Regions from separate parts of the Mus musculus genome. Here region 2 is linked to region 1. Evidence: chromatin contacts called from public Hi-C data. All regions are on one chromosome and are shown on one strand. Each heading gives the region's core, a stretch centred on a gene start, on an enhancer-like site or on the middle of the called end of the contact. The rest is flanking DNA. Distances are from core to core; before and after follow the strand shown.

Region 1 (5,607 bases), core at 1,974-4,473:
TATTTCCAAAATCATGAAAATCTGGTACCCAAGGAAGATGACTTATGATTGCTTTGGGCTAGTCAATATGCACTGCATGTTCCTACCCCTCTCCGCGTATGTAGATCTAGTTAGCCTGCTGTGATGCTCTTAGGAGGCAAGACAAGGCAGGTGAGTAGATTACAAGGGTGGAATCCTCAGGAATGGAGTTATTGCCAAACTAGGAAATGGGCCCTCACAACATACCCAATCTGCCAGCATCTTGATTGAGTTTTGTAGCATCCATAACTGTAAGAGACAGACTTCTTTTGGGTCAGTTTGTGATATTCCTTTGGATAAGGCTGAACTGACTAACACAAAGAAGGAACCAGAATCAAACTAAAAAACAAAAATAATAACAGCAACAAATACTCCCTTGGAGGCAAAGTCAGAGACCTCATGAGCTCTTTAAAAATTTATACTCCACCAAACTGAAAAATGCAAAGAAACATAAGTCAAGAAATTATATATTTAAATAGATCCATAACACCTAATGAAATATAAGCAACAGTTTAAAATCTCCCAATTAAAAGAATTCCAGAGCCAGATAAATTCAGTGCAGGATTCCCCCAGACCTTCATAGACTCAACACCAATACTATTCATACTATTTTGCAAAACAGAAAAGTAAGGAACATCACCAGAGTTCTTCTCCCAAGCGAGTATTACCCGATACCAAAGCCAAACAAAGAAGAAGAAAAGGAAAGGGAAGAAAATTCTAGGCCAGAATCTTTGATGAACACAAATGCAAAAATTTTCAATGAAATATTTATAAATTTAATTCAATAGCACATCAAAGATAATCATATCAACATGATTATTCACCATGGTCCAGTTGGATTCATCCAAGAGATACAGGAGGATGGTTCAACACACACAAATCAATAAACACAGTCTGCCACATAAACAGGTGAAAGGCCAGAAACAACCATCTCATTAGATGCAGAAAAGGCCTTGGAGAAAATCCACCATCCCCATGTGGTAAATAGAGAAGCAGGCAACATACCACAACAAAATACATGTCATTACAGCATGCCTACAAGCAACATGTCAAATGGAAAGAAACTCCAAGCATTTCCACTAAGACAGTGAACAAAACAAGAGGGCTTCTTTCCCCATTGCTACTCAGCAGACAGCTAGAAGAAATGAAGAAGTCAAAGAATCTTGATCTCTAGATGCTGGGGTTCTGTATGTAAGACCCTTGGGACGGCCCCAGGAAACTCCTACAGCTGATAAATGCTCAGCAGAGCAGCAGGGAGTGTTCCTTCTGAACTCTGGAAAAAGAAAGGTGCTTTGACTGACTTTACTTCTATGCTATAGATACCTCCAAAACAGTAACATCAAGTTATAAAACAGACCACAACATGCATATTATCTAGTTTAAAATACAATGTAAATATTTACTCTTATAAAAAAAATTAACAGTTTCTCACAGACACTGAAGCAGCAAGCACGGGGCCTAGCTGGATCTATACCAGGAACTGTGTGTGTGTGTGTGTGTGTGTGTGTGTGTGTTGCAGCTTTTATCTTAGTATTTTTATGGGATTCCTGAGTGTGAGAATGTATGGGTCTCTGATTCTTGTGCCTGATCTTGGGACTCTTTTCCTTGTGTTAGGTTGCCTTCAAAATGATGGTTTTTGCTTTTTCTTATTATAGCTTATTTTGTCATATTTTGTTTTAAACATGTTGTAGGTAGGTCTGTATGGCATTTTCTTAATTAGTGATCAGTAGGGGAGGGTTCAATCCACAGTGAGTGGTGCCATCTCTGGGCTGGTGGTCCTGGGTTCTATAAGAAAGCAGGTTGAACGAACCTTGTGGAGCAAACCAGTGAGCAGCCTCCTCCATGGCCTCTACATCAGCTCCTACCCTACGTTCCTTCCCTGTTTGAGTTCCTGTCCTGACTTCCTTTGGTGAGAAACAGCAACATGGAAGTGTGATCTGAATAAACCCTTTTCTCCCCATCTCCCCATCGAAAATACTAGAAATTAAATGTCACCTTTAAAAAAATAGCAGTTTCCTTGGGATATAACTTATATATCAGTAGGCTCCCTTTTTGAATGTGCATTCACAGTAGTATTTAGTGCATTTACAGAGTTGTACACTATCTAACACTGAGTTATTTTCATTATCCTCAAAGAAACCTCTCATTCTGCCCTGCCATCCTCCTGGGCCCACGAGGCTCCTACAGTTACTCCACTGCCTGGCTCATTGGGGACCTACCTTTGCTCTTCTAAGGCCGTGTAGCAATGAACCGCGATGCTTTTGAGGTCGCCAAAAATCAGAATCCATGGGGAAAATAAAGGATTTCTGGTCAATTACAGTTGGAATCGACCTAAGTAAGTAAACAGAACGAGGGGTTAAAATCTCCTGTGTGGGCCCAAAGGCCTCTCAAATCATAATGCAAACCAATGTTTGGTACTTAGACTGCCTTCTATTAGCAATGTGCTGCTGGGGATCAGGACCACAGCCACCTTCAGCCGTGCTGCCGCTGTCAAGCCACAGCTGCTTGACTGCGCACAAGAACTCTGAGGTCTGATGAAGACCCTCCCTAGAGCATGAGTAAAAAGCGCCAGCTCTGGCTCCGAGTACACAACGGTTTCACCATAAGGCATATCTTGGTAGAGAAAAACAGGCCATGGTAAGTATTTTCTTTAAACTTCTGCTGTGTTAATAGCTGTAAAGATTAATAGCAGAGCTGGTGAGAGCTCTCCTTTGCTGAGCAGTGAACTGCTACAGAGCAATGTAAAACAAAGTAAAATTGTAAGAATGAGCAGATATGCCTCATACTATAATTAACTTTTTACATGTAAATGCAGGTTCAATTTCTATAACATGACCAACATAATAAAAAAATTTTTAAAATCTAGCCACCAATACAACTTAATATCTTGGTCTTACTATGATGCCCACTTTTGTATAATTATCATTAAAGCGCAACTTAAGACTTCTGAATTTTTCTCTAATACATTAAAGACATTGAATGTGGTCATCTCCATCCTTACAATAACAAAAAGCAAACAAAACACCACTTCCTGAACCCACCAGAGGACTGCAATCACTGAGCTAAGAGCTGCCTTGAAAAAGCAAGACTCAAGGATTCAAAGCCTCCTGACTCAGGACTCAGGAGCCTGGGAATAGATACAGCACCTGCAGCCACACGGAGGGCAGAGGCTCGAGGGGCAGAGCCTCGTAAATCCAAAGCTCACCTTTAACACAGCCTCGTAAACCCAAAGCTTACTTTTAACACACCCTCTGAGACACTCCTAGGTCTGATCCTTGCTCACTTATTAATACTGAAAGCCAGCTCTCTGGGCTTGGGTGAGGAAGTGGGCTCAGGTATTTTGGTCATTCTGACAAGCCCTTGGAAACAACTGTCACGGGAGTAATCACGGGACTTTGCTTACTTCCTTGCTAGTTCCTTATTGTAGTGCTTGCTCTTAATACTTGCATGTAATTAAAATTGTATAAAAGTGGATTGGGAAAAATTAAACCTGCTTTCAGTCTCAGAATTTACTGGGGTCATTAAAAAAAAAGAAAGAGAGAGGAGAGAGAGAGAGAGAGAGAGAGAGAGAGAGAGAGAGAGAGAGAGAGAGAGAGAGTCTTGCCCTTGCCAGGCCCACTGATGATTTTGTGTAGCTTCTGGCCGTTTGCACTACTCCACCACCAGATTTCCCCCTCGAGTACTGGTCGCTTACAAGGAAAACCACATTTATGAAAAGCAAGCTATGGAGTAAGAGGAGAATCCCAGATGGCAGCCATTCCATCTGGACAGCAGTATAGGCCTCGCCACTGGCCATCTCTGCGATTTACACGTCAGTTTCTTCATGGGGGAAAATATCAACCTTATGGATTTAAAGAAAGAGGAAATACCGGGGTTTTTTTTATACTTAAAGAAAGTCCTTGGGACTGGGGAGATGTCTCAGTGGGTGAAGGTGCTTGTCTCTACATTTGTATGATGCCTTGGTACACATTTAGTCTGCCTACTACTGGCCTGGCTGACATCTGAGCTGGCCTCCCACTGTCTGTTGTGACTTCAAACTAAAGCTCAATAGCCTAGATGGTAGAGTAACTGTATGTTTTCTTCTCCAAAACCCTTCTTTATTCTTCTCTATGGATTCCTTGCTTCAAAGAGTAAGTAGATCAGCCAATCTGCCAGTCAAAATTTAACCTAGTTAAGAGTGACAGTCCTAAACTTAAAACTTAAGAGTACAAATGAGGGCCTGAGAGATGGCTCAGTGGGTAAAGGTACTTGTCACCAAGCCTGGTGACCTAAATTTGATTCCCACAATTTACACATTGAAAGGTGAGAAGTGAGTCCTTCAAGTTGTCCTCAGACTTCCACGTATGGTGTTGTACACATGCACACACTCACATGCACATACACTCACATACACACATACATATACAAATAAACGTTTTTAAAATATGTTTTTAAAAAAAGGTTAAAAATGTCTGACAACTAAGGTTTCATCAGTATGGGCTGGCACATTTTATCTCATTGACTTGTGTAATTCATTTGTTTGTTTTTTTTATTTTAATCAGATTTACAAGGATTTCTTTTAAGAATGTAAACAGACTGAAAACTACTGCAAACACCATTACACAATCTTTCAATAGCATTAGAGTCAGAAGATTGGGTACTCTGAGAGTTCCTGTAGAATTTTTGGCCATGTGATTGGATGCAACTTACTCAGTCTTAGATCTTTGTCTGTAAACTGGGGATAACGACCTACCCTGTATGATCGATCACAGGGCTGACTTAGAGGCAACGCACATCAAGCTGCTTTGTGAAGCTCTAGTACTAAGCACACACATGTGCCCTGTTGCTGGCTCTGTTCTTTGCGAGCCCTTCCCACAGTCAGCCTGTAGCCTGGTCTACCACAGTCAGCCTGTAGCCTGGTCTACCACAGTCAGCCTGTAGCCTGGTCTACCAGTCAGCCTGTAGCCTGGTCTACCACAGTCAGCCTGTAGCCTGGTCTACCACAGTCAGCCTGTAGCCTGGTCTACCACAGTCAGCCTGTAGCCTGGTCTACCACAGTCAGCCTGTAGCCTGGTCTACCACAGTCAGCCTGTAGCCTGGTCTACCACAGTCAGCCTGTAGCCTGGCCTACCACAGTCAGCCTGTAGTCTGGTCTACCAGTCAGCCTGTAGCCTGGCCTACCACAGTCAGCCTGTAGCCTGGTCTACCACAGTCAGCCTGTAGTCTGGTCTACCAGTCAGCCTGTAGCCTGGTCTACCACAGTCAGCCTGTAGCCTGGTCTACCACAGTCAGCCTGTAGCCTGGTCTACCACAGTCAGCCTGTAGCCTGGTCTACCACAGTCAGCCTGTAGCCTGGCCTACCACAGTCAGCCTGTAGTCTGGTCTACCACAGTCAGCCTGTAGCCTGGTCTACCACAGTCAGCCTGTAGTCTGGTCTACCACAGTCAGCGTGTAGCCTGGTCTACCACAGTCAGCCTGTAGCCTGGTCTACCACAGTCAGCCTGTAGCCTGGCCTAGTGGCTTCTCTTTGGCTTTTCATCCCAAGCTCAGCACTGGCCTACAGCCCAGGGTCTCCTGCATCATCTCCCCCAAACCCAAATCCTCTGCAGT
Region 2 (5,607 bases), core at 1,069-3,568, 260 kb after region 1:
TCTTGCCTGTGAGCTTTTCAGGATGGCTACAACTTGTGTTTGTTCTCATCTTGAGATGGAGACTGACCAAACAGTCATCATGTAAAACTCTGCTGTGCCCACAAGGGAGAAGATGCTACAATCCCATATTCATGATAACATGACTGAGATAAACAAATTATATGCATTTTTCCCATAATAAGACCAGAGTAAGTCACCTGAAGCCATCTAATCCCCTAACACCTTACCTGGACTAGCATTAATGTCCCTTACACATTTGTGAGCAAGGCAGTAAAAAGCCACCTCCCAAGGGCTTCAGGACAATGAGCAGACAGGCTGGGATCTGGTGTAAGAGTTGTCCAGGATCCAGGGGCAGCCTAAGGTACAGGTGAAAGATCTCCGCAGAAGGGTTGTGGTCAGCAAACACTGTGAATGGAAAGTCCTGCCTTGAGTCACATTCATCTGTGATTTGCTTTTAAAAAGATTTTGTTTATTTTATGTATATGAGTACACTGTCACTGTCTTCAGACACACCAGAAGAGGGCATCAGATCCCACTACAGATGGTTGTGAGCCACCATGTGGGGGAATTGAACTCAGGGCCTCTGGAAGAGCAGTCAGTGCTCTTAACCACTGAGCCATCTCTCCAGCCCACCTGTGGGATTTTTTTTTTTAAATGAATGGTTGATGGCAGGTGTCACAGGTCCTCCTTGGCTGGATCCTTTGCAGAAAAGCTAATCTGTCTATCCTGGTTTTCTTTCTCATTGTGATGAAAATGCCCCAACGAAAACATCCCGTGGGATTAAAGATTGACTTGCTCATGAATCCGGGTTTCTTCCATCGAGGCTGGGGAACTTGAAGCAGCATGTCACGTCGCATCCACTAGAGAGCTGAGAGAGAACGAATGTGTGCACCAGACTCTCAGTTGCTTTCTCCACTCATACGATCCAGGATCCAAACCTAGGGAATGGTGCTGCCCACAGTGGGCTGGATCATCCCATCTCAATTAGCAAAAGCAAGGCAATACCCTCAACACGTGCACACAGGCCAATTGATCTAGACGGTCCCGCAGTCAAGACTCTCTTACCAGGTGATCCCACTTTCTGTCAAGTTGACAATTAAAACTATCCATCACGCTGTCTATCAAAGCTGTACTAGATTTCTCTTAGATGCCCAGCCAGAGTCTCATAGCCCACTGGGGATTGAAAGGGGCACCGGTGCCAGTCAAAAGGCGGTATGTCCCAGGGGTAAGATGGATGGGATGATATGCCATTGCTGTTTGTGTTGGAGCCCCTAGGGTTCTCCAAAGAAGCAGTGAACACACACACACACACACACACACACACACACACACACACACACACACCCTGCATTGACGGACAGGACAAGTGGGAATGACAGTGTGAAGTGATGGGGTATGAAGGTATGATGGAATGTTAACCCCGCCTTGGGAAAAGCCAAGAGTCAATCCAGTTTCCAGCAAACTTTCCCCCTCAGTTCAAAATACAGAGGTGGAAGTGCAGGATACAGATGACCTCTTGGGGGACCCTAGGGACAGAACCTGCCCAGTGTGAGGCATAGCCACCTGCCAGGGCAGTACAGACCTCAGGAGGGAAACGGACCCTGCTGAGGATCAGTGCAAGGACAGGGAGGAAGTGGCTGCTCTGGTCTGTGGAGGAGGGTGAGGCTCTGAGAGGTGAGGCTGGGACGCCTGGGGGAGGGGTAGCAGCAGAGACAGGCCACTGGTCACCTGAGGACCAATCAGTCTAAGTGTCCACAGTGACAATGGTGGATGCCTGACTCCTCCCTGTCAGTGAAGGTTCTAGAACAGGAAAGGTACCAGACTGAATGTCACTGGGCATCGATGGTGCCAACCGCTCACAAGGAGACCAGCTCCAGAGCCTACAGTTGCCTGGAGCCTCTTCCAGCAAGGGGGCTGTATGGAGACGCCTCTAATGTCCCTAGCTAGAGGTCACCTCCAACAGCGGTGCTGCAGAAAACCCGATGGAATAGACAGAGAGGTGACACCACCTGCTAGAAGATGTCATCGAGTGACCCTGGCCACTGAGGGTGGGCCTCAACCAGGTGGCACTGATGCTCGTGACTTAGATGTCCCTGAAAACAGGAACATACCTGAAGACTCACACACAGTAGGCTTGGGTCAGCATTCCAGCAGCATCTGTGGAAGGCTTAAATATCACGAGTAAAACATTCACAACTTCCCTACGGGTGCATCATTACTTCAGAATGAAAATTAAACAGTCAACCTACAGGTGAGATGGTGGCACTAGTTTGCGGAAAATACAGATGGAGTGTGTCTTTGTCTGTGTGTGAGCGCCCTCTTGTGGTGATCATGGCACAGTGCCGCACTTGACTAAATGGATTTCTTATGGATGGTGCATGAAGAAGACACCTCAATCAGCCTTTGCATCTACCCTGGGTTTCTTCTTACCTGGACCATAAAAATACTGGTGTCTTTTGTCTTTGAAGTCCCAGAAGTGCTGAGAACTATTCAAAGAACAGGCCCATTGTCTGTGCTAGTCTACAAACTAGCAATATGCTGGCTGGAAGGGCGAGACTTCTCCTGGCAGTGAGCATATCACCTTCCAACTCTAAACCTCCATGTGTACTACACTGAAGACCATGAAAAATGTCCATCCTTCCACAGGACGTAACAAGGGAAAGAGAGAACAGACCCCAGTCCATAGTCTCCAGGCAGCCACAAGTCCAGGGAAGCCTGGGTCACACCTACTGCCATGCCTGACTAGAATGAGCCCTCCTTGCTCACACATATCCTAATTTGGGAGGTGAATCATTTGTTTACTGGATGTCCAGATCTTCCCAGGAATGGTATGTCACTCACTTCTTACAGGACGTGGGGAAGAAGGCTCTCAAAAATTCTGATCCCTTGTCAGAGTAATGAGGGTAGCTCATTTAAACATCACCTCTAGCAAATCAGAGAACAAATCAGAAAGAGACGTTGGAAGTGGGAGGTGGGGTGGGAATGAAGTCATACCAAGCAGCAGGAGGCATAATGGCTGGCCATCAGGGATGCCCTGGGCTGAGGCAGAGGTGGGCCTCAGGACCCTGAGGAGGGTACAGATGAACTATCAAGAAGATAGTTAATGTTAGGGATTTTGCTTGTTGTTTTGACACAGGGTCTCATGTATCCCAGGCTAGCCTCAAAATTCACTGTGTAGCGAGGATGACCCTGAACTTCTTGATCCTCCTGCCTCCACCTCCTTAGTTCTAGACTTGCTGGTAAGCATCACCACACTGGTTTATGTGGTGGTGGAATTGAACCATGGGCTTCACGCACCCTAGGCAAACACTGTACCACTGTCTCAGCTGAGCCACATCCTTAGCCTGGGTATCAGGTTTGTGATAAGGAAAGAGAAAGCATTGTCTTGGGGAGGGGAGTCCTTTCTGAGTTCCAGGCTGGGGTTTAGCGGTGCCTGAGCTCAGCAGTCCTTGTGCATTTCAGAGTCTGTTGACCCCCAGGTTTGGTCTGTTGGGTGGATTTTTCCCCCCAGTGAAGAGGAGAACTGGAGAGATGGGAGCTTGAGGGTCGAGAAGGGTACTCTGGTCCCTGGAAGGGGATGGTTGTTTCCCTACAGAGCTGTGGGAAGTAGGAGAGTCAGGAATTCGGGGGGGGGGATGCACCTGTTTCCTGGTGTAGAGAGGGTCTTGATAGGCCAGGGGCAGGGGCCCAGGGCAGAGGATTTGGGGAACAGCTCCAAATGTGGCCAGCAGAGTGGAGAGGCCCATCAGCACCCCTTCCCCCAGCAAGACAGAGGATCAAGACCACGCCCCTTATCTGTCATCTGCAGAGGGGGGGAAGCACGAATGGATGCAGGAGACAGCATACGTCAAATGTTCATAGGACTAAGGTGGGACATGGGATGCTATGGAAACTGGCACTGTAAAAGCCTTGAGGTGGTGGTGGTGGTGGTGTGTCTGAGTCAACTCCCCTTTGAGAGTGGAGAACCACGGTCTCCAGGAGTCTCTGTAATGGCTAACAGAGCACTCCTGGCACTTTGGGCAGCTGCCTTTCTGTGGCCTTCACTGAAAAAGAACTTGTGGATTTGCCAAAGAGCATGCATACGTTTGTGGTGCGCTGAGAACTCGCATTCCCAGCCGCTAAGCTAATGCTATATAAGGGGCCATCTATGAAGGACTGAAAGAAACTCTAGAATCTTCTCATAGCAGGCGTGCTGTGATCAGACGACACCTGTGATCCCAGCTTTCAGGATGATCATGAGTTTAAAGCCTGAACTAAAGGAAGAGATCCTGTCCCCCAAACTCAAAAATAAATAAGTTAAGAATAAAAAATAGGGCTGGTGAGATGGCTCAGTGGGTTAGAGCACCCGACTGCTCTTCCGAAGGTCCAGAGTTCAAATCCCAGCAACCACATGGTGGCTCACAACCATCCGTAACAAGATCTGACTCCCTCTTCTGGTGTGTCTGAAGACAGCTACAGTGTACTTACATATAATAAATAAATAAATCTTAAAAAAAAAAAAAAAAAGAATAAAAAATAATTACTAAAGCCTCCCTCTGCACAGTCATGTTGGCCTTTCCTGAGCTGGGCAGAGTTCCCTCCACTGTGATGTGCAAATTTCCACACAGTTCTTCCACTTCCACTTAGAAGACCCAATGGCACAGCCCTCCTATTTAGAGGGGAAACTGAGGCTCAGATGTAGTAATGCCCCCAAGGTCTTGGTCACACAGAGGTGTCTAGACTCAACGGGGCATCCAGCACACGTGCCTGTGCACACACCTTGTGCTGGGGCAGCCTGGGCAGAAGCAGGGCCAGCCTTGTGCTGAGGCTGTGAACAGTATTGGGGAGTCTCCAGCGGGCACTGGGGCCAACCCAGGAGAGCTGGGACAAAGGCAGGCTCCTGAGAGAACGTGGACCTAAGCTCTCCAAACGTGCTTGACACTGGTAGCTGGGGACAAGGCTGGTCTATAGGAGACAAGGCTGACCTATAGGGGACGGGGCTGGCCTATAGGGGACACGGCTGACCTACAGAACACTGGGGCACCATTCTGCTGGGTCACCCTGCCCAAGAAGACACCAGCCCCTGAGACATGAAGTCACACATCAGAGTCACAATGGAAGGAAGCCGTCCTATCACCACCGTGGCTGGATCCAATTCGATGTGATCTTAGAGCCAGTGAGAGCCAATGAGCAGAAGGCAGCTTCGAGAGCGCTGGGCTCCTTGTTGCACAGATTCTCCAATCGAGTGGCCATGTGACTGAACGTAAAGTCATGAAAAAATGAGGTAACAGTACGATGTTTCTGAACACACGGTGCCCACAATTGAAGTATAAACCAAAAGTGTGCAGAAGTTGAGGTGTTTCTGGAAGCACTCACCCATGCCATGTGCTATGACTTTCCTGAACCCTTGGTTCTGGTAACACACTGTGTGTCCTCTGCGTGATGTGTGCTATCATGTCGACCCCCTAAAACCACATGTCACCATGTAAGACCAACAAACAGTGCCCACTGAACACCTGGGTTCACATATAAGGCTCCTCTGTGGATTTTTTTTTCTTTCTGTATGTGAAAAAAGTTTTGTTCTTGTAGAAATGTGATTTCAAACTTTTATAAAGACATACATATTAC

What was found. A called contact is a pair of places that touch in the nucleus more often than the background predicts.
Region 2: a contact with region 1 is called in a Hi-C map of bone marrow-derived macrophages, with 40 read pairs. The contact joins two enhancer-like sites. A contact is called at or near these places in 5 of 15 datasets of contacts at CTCF or cohesin (the NIH/3T3 cell line, embryonic stem cells, large pre-B cells and 2 more), 46 of 484 Hi-C or Micro-C datasets (B cells, CD4 T cells, CD8 T cells and 26 more), 5 of 115 datasets of contacts at active chromatin or transcription factors (astrocytes, bone marrow-derived dendritic cells, embryonic stem cells and 2 more) and 1 of 9 other capture datasets (embryonic stem cells).

What each region holds. Positions count from the first base shown.
Region 1 is chr9:63,586,093-63,591,699 of GRCm38.p6, forward strand. It overlaps Iqch (IQ motif containing H), which reads right to left. Exons shown (of 22, transcript NM_001311098.1): 4 at 2,238-2,349. Among named protein-coding and RNA genes, the nearest start is that of Iqch, 14 kb to the right of the region's middle. Within about 2 kb of position 3,224, at least 13 of the 459 cell types and tissues checked have an H3K27ac peak or open chromatin away from gene starts, as enhancers often do. A contact at or near this core is called in bone marrow-derived macrophages, where this site is marked.
Region 2 is chr9:63,842,008-63,847,614 of GRCm38.p6, forward strand. No RefSeq gene overlaps it. Among named protein-coding and RNA genes, the nearest start is that of Gm39359, 49 kb to the left of the region's middle. Within about 2 kb of position 2,319, at least 6 of the 459 cell types and tissues checked have an H3K27ac peak or open chromatin away from gene starts, as enhancers often do. A contact at or near this core is called in bone marrow-derived macrophages, where this site is marked.